Linked DNA regions of Sus scrofa: regions 1 and 2 are each linked to region 3. Evidence: chromatin contacts called from public HiChIP or PLAC-seq data. All regions are on one chromosome and are shown on one strand. The core of a region is the stretch at or near the end of the contact, and the rest is flanking DNA. Distances in the headings are between cores, read along the strand shown.

What was found. HiChIP or PLAC-seq counts read pairs in DNA pulled down with a chosen protein or histone mark.
Region 1: an H3K27ac HiChIP or PLAC-seq map of skeletal muscle shows a contact between it and region 3. The contact joins two enhancer-like sites. A contact is called at or near these places in 2 of 47 Hi-C or Micro-C datasets (embryonic fibroblasts and epiblast stem cells) and 2 of 2 datasets of contacts at active chromatin or transcription factors (alveolar macrophages and skeletal muscle).
Region 2: an H3K27ac HiChIP or PLAC-seq map of skeletal muscle shows a contact between it and region 3. The contact joins two enhancer-like sites. A contact is called at or near these places in 2 of 47 Hi-C or Micro-C datasets (both in skeletal muscle) and 1 of 2 datasets of contacts at active chromatin or transcription factors (skeletal muscle).

The regions. Positions count from the first base shown.
Region 1 is chr4:15,968,722-15,972,206 of Sscrofa11.1, reverse strand. No RefSeq gene overlaps it. Among named protein-coding and RNA genes, the nearest start is that of WDYHV1, 28 kb to the left of the region's middle. Within about 2 kb of position 1,381, at least 1 of the 83 cell types and tissues checked has an H3K27ac peak or open chromatin away from gene starts, as enhancers often do. A contact at or near this core is called in skeletal muscle, where this site is marked.
Region 2 is chr4:15,912,073-15,915,761 of Sscrofa11.1, reverse strand. All of the region lies in intron 4 of FBXO32 (F-box protein 32), which reads right to left. Among named protein-coding and RNA genes, the nearest start is that of FBXO32, 18 kb to the right of the region's middle. Within about 2 kb of position 2,026, at least 22 of the 83 cell types and tissues checked have an H3K27ac peak or open chromatin away from gene starts, as enhancers often do. A contact at or near this core is called in skeletal muscle, where this site is marked.
Region 3 is chr4:15,778,611-15,782,625 of Sscrofa11.1, reverse strand. No RefSeq gene overlaps it. Among named protein-coding and RNA genes, the nearest start is that of KLHL38, 12 kb to the left of the region's middle. Within about 2 kb of position 2,190, at least 4 of the 83 cell types and tissues checked have an H3K27ac peak or open chromatin away from gene starts, as enhancers often do. A contact at or near this core is called in skeletal muscle, where this site is marked.

The sequences.
Region 1 (3,485 bases), core at 132-2,631, 190 kb before region 3:
CTACACCACAGCTATAGCAACGTGGGATCCGAGCCATGTCAGCGACCTACACCACAGCTCACGGCAACGCCGGATCCTTAACCCACTGAGCAAGGCCAGGGATCGAACTTGCAACCTCATGGTTCCTAGTTCGTTAAGCACTGAGCCGCAACAGGAGCTCCCTGGAAGAGTCACTTTCCACTCAAGACCCACAAGGTACAGAACTGTGTGTTACCTCCTGAGGGCCAGGTGTGGAGGAAACCTAGTCCCTAGGTTTACTGGTCAGAATACAGGAAAAATCAGATTTGAGTCCCAGTTACTTCATTAGTTGCTTGCTATGTGACCTTGGGAAGTCACAACCTCTGTGAGCCTTTGTTGCTTCATTTGAGGTTATTTTGAGGCTCAGATAAGATCATGTGTGTGTGTGAGAGAAGGAGGGAGGGAGAATTTTTCATACTCTGAAAGGTAACGTGTTTTGCATAGCTCACATTTACTCTGTGCCTAATGTGTATTAACCCATTTAATCCATAAAACAACAGAAGCTGGAAACTATTATTCTGCTCATGTTATACTTGGGGAAACCAAGGCATGGTGAATTAGTTACGTATCCAAAGCCACATAATAGTGAGTGGCAGGGGCAGGATTTGAATCCAGATAATCTAGGACCAGGCTCCCATCCACCTTACTCAATTCCCAGTGCACACTCCCTCACCTCAATTCTGTAAGCAAATTCTGGTCACTAGAGAGATGTTTTCTATTGTGAGGCAGGAATGGGGCATCCAGTTTCCCCATGGCTTGGGTGAAGTATCTTTCAAAGCTATATACTCAGTCTTATAGTTGCTGCAAAGAACTGCAGTTAATTTCAAAGTTTTTGAGCTTAAAAAGAGTTGGAGAGGAGTCCATTGTGGCTCAATAGTTTAAGGACCTGATGTCTCTCTGGGGATGCAGGTTCCATCCTTGGCCTTGCTCACTGGGTTAAGGATATGGCATTGATGCAAACTGCAGCGTAGGTTGCAGATGTGCGTATGATCCAGTGTTGCTGTGGCTGTGGCCTCAGCTGCAACTTCCATTCAGCCCTTGGCCCAGGAACTTCCATATGCTGCAAGTGCATCCATAAAAAGAAAGAAGAAAAAAAAAAGAGTTTTTGTTGTTGTTGTTGTTGTTGTTTTTTAAAGCAGAAGTTCAGACTCCTTCCTAAGAGATGCTGATTCGGTAAGCACACCAGTCAGACTTTGGGTGCAGATAACAGAAGTTACTCTCGCTACTTGAAGCTGAAAAGGATTTGATTGAAAGTCATAGAGAAGGGAAGCAAACATTTGGAGATGGGGTCATTGGGTGTAGCAGCCAGAGATGCTTCACTTCTATCCTGTGGTGCCTGGATCCCTGAATTCTGGCAGCACTGCTGTGACTTACTACATCCTTTAGGACAGGACCTCAGTGCTACCAGGTGGTGTCTCCCAGCTGGTACTATGCCTCAGCCTTCAATAGGCCATTTATTCTACCATCCTGAAGACCAGCTGCTTCTGGGTTACGGGGAGCATAATAAAACCAGAGGATCTTGGGGGCACTTAACCTCTTTTGCTGTACATGATTCATGATCAGAAGTAGTGTTGGCTTTGAGTAAGTCAGTTTAACTCACTGTATTTATTTACACGAATCTCCAATGCCAAATTCCAGAGGCTGTGACATTCCATTTCACAGTATATTGTGATCGGAGAGTGATTATATTTCCAGATAAACACTTTAGTTAAGAGGCATCCTGCTTGTTCCTGATGCTATTGAATGTCAAGAGAACTTATGTGTCACAGGGATTTTATTTTTAAAACTTGAAACCCAAGATGCGCATCTTAAATATCTAGGGCACTAGGCATTTTCAAGTAAACAAAATTACAAAGAAGTATAGCTGAACTTGATTATATAATTTCCTCAATACAGGAAATAATTACTTTGGTTCATTCTGAACAATATCAATCCTTACAGGAATTAAACCAGGATAAAGCATATACTTGGACTCTTTATCAAGTATTGAGGGAAAAGCCAGGAATTGTTTTATATGATTACCTTAGGGTAAAACAAGAAAAATATTTAGCGTGTCCTTTTAAAAAATGTCACTTTAGGAGTTCCCATTGTGGCACGGAAGAAACAGGAACCATGAGGTTGTGGGTTCAATCCCTGGCCTCAATCACTGGTCTGAGCATCTGGCGTTGCCGTGAGCTGTGGTGTAGGTTGCAGACACAGCTCAGATCCTGCATGGCTGTGGCTGTGGCATAGGCCGGCAGCTGTAGCCCTGATTCACCCCTTAGCCTGGGAACCTCCATATGCCGAGGGTGGCCCTGAAAAGCAAATAAATAAATCCATGATGTCACTTTAAAGCGATTGTTGGAGTTCCTGTTGTGGCGCAGTGGTTAACGAATCCGACTAGGAACCATGAGGTTGCAGGTTCGGTCCCTGCCCTTGCTCAGTGGGTTAACGATCCGGCGTTGCCATGAGCTGTGGTGTAGGTGCAGACGCGGCTCGGATCCCACGTTGCTGTGGCTCTGGCGTAGGCCGGTGGCTACAGCTCCAATTCGACCCCTAGCCTGGGAACCTCCATATGCCGCGGGAGCGGCCCAAGAAATAGCAACAACAAAGACAAAAAGATCAACGAAAAAAAAAAAAAAAAAAAGCGATTGTTTTGTTTCCTGTCCTCTTTGCTTTGTCACTTAATGACATCTCCATCTATTAAACATTCAGGCATCTTGGAAACTCAAAACAAAAACAAAAATCCGGAGTTCTCTTATGGTGCAATGGTTAAGGATTTTGGCATTGTCACTGCAGTGGCTTGGTCACTGCTGTGGCATGGGTTTGATTCCTGACTCAGGAACTTCCTTATGCCCTGAGCATGGCCAGAAAAAAATTTAAGTTTGTTTCATACTCTGTGGAGGGCAGTCCAGATATTTATCTGTAAAAATGACCTACGGTCACAGTCGAGGCTTGGATCCTGTGTTGCTGCTGTGGCTGTGGTACCGGCTGGCAGCTGCAGCTCTCATTTGACCCGTAGCTTGGGAACTTCTATATGCCACAGGTGTGGCCCTAAAAAGCAAAAACAAAAACAATATGAAAAAGTGTGTATTAAAAGAGAACAAATGAACAAATACACATGTATTTACTTGTGTTTGTACAGAGTATCTAAAAGAATATCCCATATCCAAAAGCCACTGGTGACCCTGGTGGCCTGTGCACTGGAGAACCAGGTGGCTGGGGTCAGAGGAGGGAGGGAAACTTCGTGGTATATCTTTTTGTGTTTTTAAGAGTTGTGAACCCTGTGAATATATTACTTATTAAAAGTAAAATAAAAAATGACACAACTTAGAATAGATTTATAAGGAGATCCTGCTGAGTAGCATTGAGAACTATGTCTAGATACTCATATTGCAACAGAACAAAGGGTGGGGGAAAAATGTATACATGTAAGGATAACTTGATCCCCTTGCTGTACAGTAGGAAAAAAATAAATTAAAAAAAAA
Region 2 (3,689 bases), core at 777-3,276, 130 kb before region 3:
AGTAAAAATGTCTATTAATGAGACTCTTTCATTGCACTTAACTTTCTATAGAAAGAAACTAGTAACAGGAAGAGAGATATTCAGGGATGCATAGTGTGTGTGTGTGTATATATATATATATATATTTCTACTTAGAAGCTAGGATCCTTGTAGCTCTTAGCCTCTATGCAAGTCTTGCTTTGACCACTTATTAGCTCTGTGACTCTGGGCAAATCACTGAATTTCTTGATGCCCCAGTTCTTTATCTGTACTTGGTTTTTTTTTTTTTTTTTTTTTTTTTTTTTTGTCTTTTTAGGGCTTCACCCATGACATATGGAGGTTTTTGGGCTAGGGGGTCCAATTGGAGCTGTAGCTGCCAGCCTACGCCACAGCCACAGCAACAAAGGATCTGAGCAGTGTCTGTGACCTCACGGCAATGCCAGATCCTTAACCCACTGAGCGAGGCCAGGGACTGAACCCACATCCTCATAGATACTATCAGGTTTGTTAACCACTGAGCCACGATGGGAACTCCTTTTTCTGTACTTGTAATGCTTAGAGTCTCCAAGATTGGTGAGACTTTAATCCCAACCTCTAGACCACTGGGGAGCTCTGATGAGACCTTTAAATGTACATAAAGCCCTTACACAGTGCCTGGCATAAATTAAGTAGAAGATAAAGGTTAGTTGGCTTATCGAAGGAATACGTCCCATTCCACCACTCCTGTTATCACCAAACAAAAAGAAATAAAGGAGTTCCCTGGTGACCCAGCAGTTAAGTTAAAGGATTTGGTGTTGTCACTGCAGCAGCTTAGGTTGCTGCTGTGTTGTGGTTTCGGTCCCTGCCCCAGGAGCTTCTGCATACCATGGGCATGGCCAAATAACAAAAAAAAAAAAAAAAAGAAAAAAAATACAGATCGTAATTTAAGTTGGTACACTCTTAATATTTCTTCCCTTCAAAAGCAAAATTATTTACAGGTGTGGCAAGATTTAAAAAAAATCAAAGAATTCTGTTGTTGGAAAAATGAAACTTTAGGCTGGAACAGGGGATCATGTAGTTCAGCCCAGTTAACAGATGAGCAGCGTGAGGCTCAAGAGACTGAACTTTACCACCAGGAGTGAGAGGGCTCAGCAGGATCCTTCTTAACACACTTCATACTTTCCCAGAGTTCATCAAACAAAAGAGGTTAATATAAAATGAACATACAGTCACCAGAACCCACCAGGCTCCCAAGGGAGAACTTGCCTTAGACCTAGTAAACTGGATTTAGAGAACCGAGAGCTCCCTGAGGTTAAAGCTTGAATCTCTGCTCCTAGGAAACTTCCCGGGGGAGTTTCGTCTACCGGCCAGGCCCCGCCCAACTTCACTTCAGGTCAGTAAACACCAAGGGTGACACTGTGCTGGGTGCTAGGATCAAGGCTGAGGGAACCAGCAAAGTGACATTTTAAAAACTGGGCTGCAGAGAAGAATTGAAACTCTTGGATCAAGGCCCCAGGCAATTCAAAGAAGCTCTGCTTCCAAGGCATTTGTTGAAAAATTTTGTCCCCATGGAGCCTCTTAGGAGACTGTCAAACCACATACAGACTTTTAATTTCCTGAACATAGTTTTACTCCAAGTTAAAAAAAAAAGGACCCCAAATCTTTTCCTGCCTGGCTGATGCATCCCTCACACATCATGCACGGAGAGCTGTCATCTGCCTGCGGGGAGGCGGCAAAGAAGGGCTGAGGCTGGTAGATTAAGATCAGTGCTGGTGATCCAGTTGGATGTCAGGAGCTGAGCAAGGCCCAGGGAGAGAGGCAAGAAGTCAGAACATCAGCAGAGGCCACCTCCACGGGTGGGGACCACACTCCCTGTCAGGTTCTGCTCTCACACCAACCAGCACATGACAGTCAAGAGAGGAGTGAAAAATGGCACAAAGGGACTGGCTAAACCTTTCATTTATCTCCCGGACCAACAACAAGATTCAGAAGGCCCAGCCAATGGTCTGTTAATACCCTGAGCCTCACATGACCAGCACAAAGCGGGATGAAAGAAAACAAAAGTCTTGAGTCGGTTCCGGGAAGGGCAGTCCGGTGTGCACCATGACTCATCAGGGGGTGGGAGGTGGGTCCGGGCGCTGGGAGGAGGGCGGGCAGAGCTTTGCCTGAAATCCATCCAAAACCCTGATGCCATGTGACTGCCATCTCCCGATGGCCTCAGTTTCAATCCTGTCTAAAAATGCACCAATCACAAGGATAAGAAAATTGGATACGCAGTTGAGGGGAAACAAAAAAGCCCTTTGGTCTGACTGAGATGATCCTTGACTAAGGATGAGAAAGATACAGCTGCAAAGATCAGTCACTTGGCAGCAGAATGACACGTCAGCTACCCTCAGTTTAATCTTGTGACAAGAGAAAGTCCTTTTCACTGCCAGGTGGCCTTGGGGTCAGGAGAGCGAACCTTGGAATAGGAGACCCAGATGCTCCAGCTGGGTGACCTTAACAGTGTCATTCACTGAGCAAGTACTTTCTGCGTGCCCAGTCTGTCCTCATCGTGGTAGGTGACACGGATAAAGACACACGATCCCTAGACTCAACGGAGTTTACCGTCTAGTCTATCATCTAAGTTATTTAACCTCCTAGAACCCAAATGTCTTCATTTATAAATTGGAAATTTTTTCAAAAAAAGACTACCTGCTTCACAGGGTTATTATGAGAATTAAATGAAATAGATATGTAAAAACCCACTGCAAGTACCAAATACAAGGCTTATTATCATAAGGTATTATGTCTTCTCCTTCCACGCACCAATCTTTTAGTAAAGTTTAAAGTTGCTATCAAGGGTTAACTTTTCTGTGACTTTTTTCTTCTGTCAAGGGCCAGAGAGGCAATCTTTTAGCCTTTGTGAGCCAGAGAGGCTCTGCTGCAGCTGCTTTGACTCAGCAGCTATAGTGCAAAATCAGCCTTGGACAATATGTAAATGAATAGGTGTGGCTGTGTCCCAATAAAACTTTATTTACAATAACAGGCAGGGGGCCAGATTTGGCCACTGGGTCAAAGTTTGTCAACTTCTGATACAGCATATACAGAGTTGAGGGGTGAGGGCTTCAGAGCCAAATGGCCTCAGTTTCCCCATCTGTAAAATATACTTAATAGTACCTACTGGACAGAGTGCTGTGAAGATTAAATGTGTTCATAAAGCACCTATAACAAGTGCCTGACACCAAGAATATACTCAATAATTATTCATTTTTATTATAGTACAGAGAGTATTACTAGGTAAAATTACTACCAGAGAAGGCACAGTGAATCCGTAGATGGCTTAAAGACCTTTAGAATCCCTGTATTTCAATTTTATGTGTTGTCAACCAAAAGCTTAGATGCTTTCAAATTTTCATATTCCTTTCTGTCATTTTTATTATGTTTCTGATACAGTTAAGAGCCCCCCTCTTGATGAAAGTTAATGCTGATACATTCTATGACTTAACATATTTGCATCTGCCGTGAAGTCTTATTTCCCTAACAAGAATGTGTGTTTATCACATGCCAGTGACTGTGTTAAGCACTTCACATGTGTGATCTCGTTTAATCTTCAGCAGCAACTCAATGAAGTGGGTTCTCCATTAAACAAAAGAGGATGATTCCGCAGCTCAGAACAGCTAAGCAGCTCCCCTAGAGGCACACCAGCAGCAGCGAGTGCTAGAGCCAGGACTTGGGCCCAGATGTGTCGA
Region 3 (4,015 bases), core at 941-3,440:
AAAAGAACTTAGAAAAATCCTGTACAAAATGATCTTATTTTTATAAAATATGTAGATATCTGTGTATATGTATCCATAAATATGCATATACCAGACTAGGATGTTTACATAATGAAATGTTGATAGTGATTATTTTTTCTGTCTTAGAGTAACTTGCCATTTCAGCTTTGTTCTGGGAGGTTTTTATGTATTTTAGTATTTTTTCAATGTACTATTTTTAATGTAGGACAAAAATAAACATTTTTTTACACTTTTACATTTAACATAATTTTCAAAAAATACTATCATGAGGAAAAAATGGGATTGCCAAGAATCAGTTATTCAGTATCTGTTCTGCAAAGAAGTTCATTGTGTCCTTTTTTTAGATTCCACATGTAAGTGATAGCATATGATGTTGGTGTCTCACTGTCTGACTAACTTCACTTAGCATGGTAATTTCTAGGTCCATCCATGTTGCTGCAAATGACATTATTTCTTCCCTTTTAATGGCTGAGTAATATTCTATTGTGTATATGTACCACATCTTCTTGACCCACTCCTCTGTCAATGGACATTTAGGTTGTTTCCATGTCTTGGCTATTGTATAGAGTGCTGCAATGAGCATTGGAGTACATGTATCTTTTCCAGTCATGGTTTTCCCCAGATAGATGCCCAGGAGTGGGATTGCTGGATCAAATGGGAATTCCATTTTTAGTTTTCTGAGGAATCTCCATACTGTTTTCCACAGCGGTTGCACCAGTTTACATTCCAACCAACAGTGTAATAGGGTTCCCTTTTCTCCATACCTTCTCCAGGATTTATTGTTTGCAGACTTTCTGATGATGGCCATTTTGGCTGGTGTAAGGTGGTACCTCATAGTGGTTTTGATTTGCATTTCTCTAATGAGTGATGTTGAACATCTTTTCATGTGTTTTTTGGCCATCTGCATGTCTTCTTTGGAGAATTGTCTGTTTAGATCTTCTGCCCATTTTTCGATGGGGCTGTTTGTTTTTTTGGTATTGAGCAGTAGGAGGTGTTTATAAATTTTGAAGATTAATCTTTTGTCAGTCACTTCATTTGCATATCTGTACCACAAATTCTTTATCCACTCCTCTGTTGATGGACATTTAGGTTGCTTCCATGTCTTGGCTATTGTAAATAGTGCTGCAATGAACATTGGAATATATGTATCTTTTCAAGTCAATGGTTTTCTCTAGATAGATGAAAAAAATTTTTAAAGAATGTGTATATCTGTATAACTGTGTCATTTTTCTGTATAGCAGAAATTGATGGAACATTGTAAATCAACTATAATAAAATTTTAAAATAAAAATTAAAAGAGAAAAAAAAATAAAATGGCAGAGTCCTTTCACAGGATTAAGGCCAAAAGAGTAATGACTGAAAACAAAAAACAAAACCCCAAATTTTTAAAGAACCAGAAAAATAAAAAAAAGAATGTTCCAGTCCTGGTTCGTTTGTCAGATAAGGGTTGGGGTCTGAGAAGGAGCACCTTGAACAGGTAGAGAGCAGAGCCAAACCTGGGAGGGGGGAGCAGTTGGAGGGGGTACTTTTCTTAGAACAATGTCTCTGCCATGTGAGGGCATCGCAGGGCAGAGAGGGAGCCAGAGTTGGTATTCTTGCTGAAAAGGCAGAGGAAAAGGTGTTGCAGACCAGCTGTGCCTGAGGTGGCCCGAGAACCTTTGCGAGGCATTCCCCTCCTCCCCGGACCTCACGCAAGGTGCCCAGATGTTCTGATGGAGGCGGAACAGGCCTTCCTCACTTGACATTTCCCGCACATTTTCTTCCTGTGGTCTCCCCAGGCCCTGTTCTCCTCCTGCCTCCCCTCCTCGGCTATCTCCCCATCTCATTTTCTCCTCTTACAAGGCCAAGGCATTTCTGTTTGCACAACGACTCTCCTGTTATCTCTTGTAGGATTGTTTCTCCTGAGGAACGTCTCTGGACCTAACTGGTTTGGACCGTGGCTTCTACCCTTTTCCCCTGTTTCCTTGGGGGCACAGAGAGAGCCCGAAAGCCTCACTTCCTGAAGGGAGCGGTGTTCCCCTTAGGCAGGTGAATTTGCTTATGAAACGGGGAGTCCCTAATCCTTGATGGCCGTTCTTCTCTTCTGCGAGAGGGGCAAGAGTGGGTCTGTTGCCAACAGTTACATAAAGGCTGAGAAGCAGTCTTTGAACAGACCCAGTGCTGCCACTTACTGGTCAGGTATCTGTGAGCACTTTGCCTTCTGTGTGTTCTTTCATCCTCTCGATAATCCTGGGAGGCAGGTTTCATGAAGCTAAGGTTTTCGGTATAAGTATGTCTCCAATATGGCACAAGACACACTGATGCTGAACTATTTTCTCATTATCTGCAATTCAAACGTGAGTGTGTATCCTGTATTTTCATGTGCTACTTCTGTAACCCCTTCATTAAGCCCCCGCTGCACACGAGGTTCTGTGCCTTGCTCAGGGTACGGCGTAAGTGTCAGCCTCTTCCTCTCATCCTTCTCCATCGCCACCATTCGAGCCGTCCAACGAGCAAAAGAAAGAAAATACTCAGAATGAACCCTCTGGCCTTCTGCCCACTGACCCCTTTGTCAGTCACTTTCACCTATTGTCAGCAGCAACCTGGCGGCACTGAAATTCAGGAGAGGGCACAGCGAGCATCTGATACTTTGGCTGAATCCCGACCAGAATTTTGACCTTTCTGAAAGAGACGTGGCAAAGCAGAAGCCCAGAGGCCTTGGCATCCGCAGCGGCGAATAACCGCCCTGGCTTTGGCACCGGCTTGATCTCTGAGCCAGGCCACCTCTGTTCATTCTTTTATGAGTTTTTGTTTCTCTGTTGAAAAGCTGAGGATGGGACGGCGGAAGTTTGTTCTTCACAGGACCAGGTCACGCAGCGCGGCCCAGCATCTGATACCAGAGAGACCTGGGTTTGAATCTCTCCCACTTACCAGCTCTGTGACTGGGGGCAAGTTACCTAATCTCTCTGTGCCTTGGCTTCCTCACCTGTTAAAGTGGAGATAAGGTTGCTGCAAAATAGAATGAAAGCTGTGTGGTTTTGAGGCAAGGCTTACTAATTAATACTTTCATTCTAACGAATTCTGAGCTGACAGCCTAGTCAAATCCTCCTCTCAACAGCTCTGGTCGGGGCTGGGAATGAATGCCTGGCTCTGTTCAAGGAGCAGGAGACACGAGGGAGCAGGAAATCCAGTGTAGTCCCAGAAGGACCAGTGATCCCGTGGGAGGAGATTGTGATGGGCAAGGCAGCAAAATCAAGGGCATGGTGATTGAGCGCAAATTCAGGCAGAATGCTAGCGGGGGAGGAATAGTAACAACCGCATCTCAGCCTTCTATACCCGGTGCAGTTTACCCAGGGCATTGCCAGGCAAAGAAAAGGGCCATCAGAATGAGGAGGGAAGCTTCTTGGAGGAGGAGGTTCTTGGATCAGTAATGGGTTTGGATTGGAAGATGGCACCATTTTTTTCTTTTTATGGCCTCACCTGCAGTCTGTGGAAGTTCCTGGGCTGGGGGTCGAGTTGGAGCCACATTTGTGACCCACACCGCAGCTTGCAGCAACACTGGATCCTTAACCCTCTGAGCGAGGCCAGGGATCGAGCCTGCATCCTCACAGACACTATGTCGGGTTCTTAACCCACGGAGCCACAACGGGAACTTTGATGATGGCACCTCTGATAGGATAAATCCAAAATGCAGAAGTGGAGCAGCTGGTGACACCCAGTGGGGCAGCAGAGGAATTGAAGTGGGCCTACCTACCGGGGGCTGAGGCTGGGCCTTTGCTCACGCTTTTCCTCAGATGGTTGTATGACTGGCTTCTCAGTGTTCAGGACTTGGCTCAGATACTCCATCAGACACAGCTTCCCTGACCTCCTGAAGGAACCTGCATCCCCTTATCTGTCTCTCTCTGTCATGTCGCCCTGTTTTATTTTTTATTATACTTTTTGTGCTATGAAATTATTCTCGTAGTGTGTAATTATTCTCTTATTTCATGTGCATTCTGTCTCCCCTAACAGAGTG